2 separate regions of the Gadus morhua genome follow, and region 1 is linked to region 2. The links are chromatin contacts, called in public Hi-C maps. All regions are on one chromosome and are shown on one strand. Each heading gives the region's core, a stretch centred on a gene start, on an enhancer-like site or on the middle of the called end of the contact. The rest is flanking DNA. Distances are from core to core; before and after follow the strand shown.

Region 1 (2,700 bases), core at 9-2,508, 180 kb after region 2:
CATAACGGCTGGTCTCTGGTAGGACCCCCAGCGCTGGGAGGAGCTACAGCTTCTCTATGTGTATTCCTTATTACTTTATGCAAGCTTTCTTTTTTGTTAGGATTTTTTTAATTCTCAAGTTTAAATTGTGATTTTTTTTCTGTTGTCTTGGACACTTCTTTTTAAGTTTACACAATGATTACGTCGTCACCCAAACATGTGGGTTCTATTCTTTAATTTTTGTTACATTTTCTGTGTGGTGCTGCTCTTTTTATTTATTAAAATATAATTATACGGTGTGCAAGGTATTTTATTCATTTCGATATTGGTGGCCTATGAGTAATTGTACTAGATAGTGTATTTTGTAAGCACCAAAAATTGTCCCTTCTACACATAATCTCAATTACCTCAGCCTAGGGAAAAGGACAACCTAAAACAATTATTTGATAACGCCCTACATATATTTTAAAGAGAAAGCCACAAAGTCCAGAAAAAATATATATATTTAGTAATATTTGTACTTCAGAAAATATCTTTCGGGCATTAAATAGTCCAACAAAGTTAACAGAACTTGGAATATTTTAGATCTTTGTTGATATTTTCTTACCTTAACTGAACGCCTAGTTAGTTAATCGTATATTCGTATAAATAGTACACATACAGAATGTCTCATGATATTTGAACGATTTTTAGTTGAACAAGGTTTGTTCTATTTCATTAAGATCATCGTATCTTGATTATCACTTGAAACGAAGAAAAGGAAAAATCCATTTGTCGTCGTGTGTAGATTTCAGCACCTCGGAGAGCGACAGAAGAGAAGGAGAACCGACAAGACGTCTGTCGCCCCCCCGGGCCCAAACCATAGCGCAACATCATCTCCTAGTGGCGGAACCCAGGCACTGCGCCATTGGACAGAGCAGCCAGCGCCGGATACCCATCAGGAAAGTGGTAAGCGGCGGGTTTGTTTGCTATGCAGCATCCATCTCGCAGTGCTTACGCAGCGGCCTCACGTTAATTATCAGGTGTCTGAGTAATGTGATTTCCCTTTGCCTACCATTCATATGCATATGTAATCAAAAATGCAGGCCTAGTATAGTAGTATGACGCTGATGTGCCATCATTAATAAATGGATGGAGAACATAATAGTCGTCGAAGTCTTGCACGTGCACGTGCGCACACCCCTCCCTACCCCTAATCCGTGACGTCTGTGGTGGGCGGTGGTCTCGGGTATCATCGGTATCTCTCGGGTGCGCATGCGCCATTCGGTTCTTGCAGCGAGCCCTCTGCATCCCAATGGTTGAGTTTTCGCTGCCTTGGAAACGACGACGTATGAGAGCAGACACCCCAGAGATCTCTCCCCTCCTCCTCCTCCTCCTCCTCTTCACCAGCTCCTCCGTTTCTCCGGTCAAGCCGTGTGTGTGTGTGTGTGTGTGTGTGCGCGTGTGTGTGTGTGTGTGTGTGTGTGTGCCATCTCTCTCTCTCACCGTACATGGAAGGTTTAATATGAATGGCACACCGCGGGTTTGATAACGACGTGATTTTATTTTATTAAAAGGAAGACGACGAGGATCTGAGGTTTTTCCAACGCGAGGGACTTGCAGGTAATTCTTTGCTATTTTTTTATAATCTGCTTCTTCACCGAATGTGTGTGTAAACGCATTCTCCACCGTATGGGCACTGCACGCGAACGTGCGTGCCTATGTATGTGAGTGTTAATGTGTTATTGTTACATTGGTGTCTATGGGGCCTATAGCGATGCGTGTTGTGTTAATACCCCGGTAACGTAGCCTGCACACACCTGGGGCCGTTTATTGTGCGTCTACACGCATACGATCCTTCGCACTAGATCCGATTATCGGCGCTAAGGTAGAGTCCGCTTTGGGTCCGTATCCTTAGAGGTACGGAAGCCGCGGTGTTGGTCCAGGTGCTTGTGGAACGTGACCATGGTGCACCGACCGGCCCCCGGTCGCCATCACATGATGAGCCGTGGTGCGATTCCTCGATGTGTCTTCTTCTACTAGTAGGGTGTAGCAGGGGGGGGATAACGGCACCGGGCAGCCTGACCAAATAGCTCAAAGGATTAGCTGCTGTTCAGATTTACACCAGGGTCACTCACTCCTTTTAGAAGCTGTGTGATTGTCGGGTCTGTCCTAGAGTGTGCCAAGGTGGAGGAGCGTCACCGCGTGAAGCACAGCATGCGTTTGTAAATGTGTTTGGATTCAGTGAGGGGGGAGGTGGTAAGGGGGTGTAGCTGCGGTTTGACGTGGCTCGTGGGGAGACTGCTGTGTTCTGTGGTGAGGTGTGGTGGAGTAAAGTGGGTTCTGTGATGAGGTGTGGCGTTTGTTGGTGAAGTATAGTCTGGTGTTTGGTAGTGAAGTATATTGTGGTGAAGTATAGTCTGTTCTTTGGTGGTGTTTGGTGGGGAAGTACAGTGTGTTCTGTGGTGAAGTATAGTATTTTCTGTGGTGAAGTACAGTGTGTTGTGTGGAGGGGTAAAGTGTGATGCTGTGTTCTGTGACTGTCTCTTTTGCTTGAAGCAAATCAGCTAATTGTTGCTGCAGTCAGGTGATCTTCCCTTTTGAAACACCCTCTAGGGTCATTTGGAATAGTCCACCGGGACCCCTTCTAAAGTAATGCCGGAACATAGTAGTTTCATCTTATCTCTCTCTGTACCTCTCTATCTCTATCTATCTACCTTTCTGTCTCTGTCGTTCTCTCTA
Region 2 (2,700 bases), core at 128-2,627:
GGTTAGTTCTCTCTCTCTCTCTCTCTCTCTCTCTCTCTCTCTCTCTCTCTCTCTCTCTCTCTCTCTCTCTCTCTCTCTCTCTCTCTCTCTCTCTCTCTCTCTCTCTCTCTCTCTCTCTCTCTCTCTCTCTCTCTCTATATATATATATCTCTATATATATATATCTCTATATATCTCTCTATATATCTCTCTCTCTCTCTATATATCTCTCTCTCTCTCTCTCTATATATATATATATATATATATATATATATATATATATATATATATATATATATATATATATATATATATATATATATATATATATATATATGTATAAACTGGTGAGCTTCCAACACTGTGAGCATATTTCTCTCCATCATGAAACAAATTTGTCCTTGGATGAGAATGGTAGAAACAGAAAACAGAAGACCAAATAAAACATGCAAGGTTATACAATATGCAGATAGTCTATAATAATAATAATAATAATAATACATTTAATTTAGAGGCGCCTTTCAAGAGACCCAAGGTCACCTTACAGAGCACATGTTCATCATAAATCGTTTAAAAAACAAGACATTGTAAAAAAAAAAAAAAAAGTACACATAATAAGTACACATTGTATTACTGGCGACGGCCCGTGATATCGGTAAGTTTATCAACTGACAATTTATCAAAATAAAGCATATTTTTGATCCAAATGTGGTTCTATCTTGGATCCAATATTTTGGAATATTTGCCTACTTTTGAAGTAAGTATGATAATTTGTTTGTATTCATTAACAATAATGAATCATCTTTTTTGATTTCACAGTATTTTGATCAAGATAGTTCTAATTAGAGATGTACTTTATTATTTGAACATTAAGCAACATACATGAGTTTCATCCTTTCTAAGTTTTCAATATTCATGGTAAAACCGACATGCGTTTATTATCTTGAAACATCTAGCACTCAAAACTAGAAAATCTAGCGCTCAAAACCGACAAATTATGAGATATGTTCTTGTGAAGCTAACATGCTCAGTCTAGACGAAAAACGTCAACAAAGTACCAAATACTGAACTCTTATTGGTTGCTAAGAAGTTTGAAAATACCAGTGCCCCGCCTACTTTATAAAGAGGATTTCTTGTTGAGCAGTCGGTTAAGCCGGGCGGTGATCTGCAATATACATGGTCCATGACCCATGATAATCCTAAAATAGAATATAATGTAAAAAAAATCTATGTTTGACCTTACTTTTACATATTAAATGTTTTTGAAGCGCTAATATACCATGGTATATGTTTTTAGACCGCCTGACGGTTGACTCTACCAATAAAACAAGCACCCCCTAACAACGGCATTCCACGCAGCTTTCTGATTGGTTGGCGGCAGTGGAATTCCAGCCAATGGGTATGCAGGGCACAACATTTGGAATCCCAGCAATCCCACTTTGAGTTTTGGACCTTTGAAACAAACAACTGTTCAACGCAGTGAAGCTTGCCTGAGATCATTGAGTATTACAGCTTACATGAAGTCTGTTTTCACCGAGAATTATCCTCACGGTAAGGAAAAGCTTCCAGAGAACTTTTTCTGACTTACTTTCATTGAAATCGGAAGTGATATGGCTACGCCTCATTGCGGACAGACTTGCACATGTAACGGAAGCATGCAGTGTTCAGTGTCTTCTAACGCTGCAAATATACTTTGATAAACTTTGTATTGGTCAGATGGTAATGCTAATTGGTGGCAACTTCAAAGTGGGATATCGATACATTGCATTTTTTTTCAACTGACCCGCCAATTTTATGCTTCTTTCTTCTAGTGACCCCTGTGTTTCATTTTTAAAACGACTGCAAGAAACCGCCAAGGAATATTAAGAAGCAATGCCTTTCACACGGGGAAAGAAACCCACGACTGGCCTCGCCAGCAAAATACCAAGGTTGGGCAACGTTAACCCGGAGAAGAAGGTAAGCGTCTCATTCAACCAACTTTAAACCTAGGAGCCTATAGCCTCGGTAGGAGCCTGCTACATTTAAATAGCCTGGCGGGCCACCGGCCTGCAGAACAATGGTGCTTTGCAGGGCGCCTTGGACCGATTTAAATCTCCCCTCCTAGTGAAAATGCTTCCTAAAATCTAAATTGCTCAGTGTTTTTATATGTATATGTAGTAAATGTTTGAAAACTCTACAGATACAACCACTTACCACCTAACAACTTATTATCATCTTCATTTAATTTTTCACCTGCATTTTTTACATCTGTATATGTAGGTATTATGTTTTGCTTGTCCTGCCAAATTTGAGCTATCATTGCCCTTATTTGTGTCTCTTTTTTTTTAATCATAAGATATCTCCATATTTTTTGCTTGCCGTTGTCACAAGAAAGGTCCCTGTTCAGTATGACCCTATGCTTTGCTGTGCATATTATAACTAAAACACCTTGACTTTCGACTTTGAACTTTGGTGTTAATGCAAACCCTTGTACCTTCCGGTTCAGGAGGATGGCCCTCAGGTGAAGAGGTCATCGTCCCCCCCACACGGGGCCCCCAAGAAAAGGACCGCCTTTGTTGACATCACTAACGTATGTCCACACCGCCGACTTTGATCTATTTATCCACTGCTCTACATGAAACACAAGGACTGAGTTTAAAAGGAGAATATTTTTCTGTGGTCGATTTAAGCAGATGGCGACGGCACATAAAGTTAATCGATAGTGGGCATGGTTTTAAGAAT

Evidence for each region. A called contact is a pair of places that touch in the nucleus more often than the background predicts.
Region 1: a Hi-C map of gonad shows a contact between it and region 2, with 8 times the contacts expected there. The contact joins the promoter of LOC115529216 here to the promoter of ccnb3 in region 2. A contact is called at or near these places in 2 of 6 Hi-C or Micro-C datasets (gill and gonad).

Annotation. Positions count from the first base shown.
Region 1 is chr17:12,541,799-12,544,498 of gadMor3.0, forward strand. It overlaps LOC115529216 (wiskott-Aldrich syndrome protein family member 3), which reads left to right and starts at 1,259. Exons shown (of 12, transcript XM_075074166.1): 1 at 1,259-1,581. It overlaps htr2cl1 (5-hydroxytryptamine (serotonin) receptor 2C, G protein-coupled-like 1), which reads left to right. Exons shown (of 6, transcript XM_030337767.1): 6 at 1-278.
Region 2 is chr17:12,360,687-12,363,386 of gadMor3.0, forward strand. It overlaps ccnb3 (cyclin B3), which reads left to right and starts at 1,378. Exons shown (of 13, transcript XM_030338650.1): 1 at 1,378-1,530; 2 at 1,791-1,935; 3 at 2,465-2,548. The coding sequence starts at 1,852.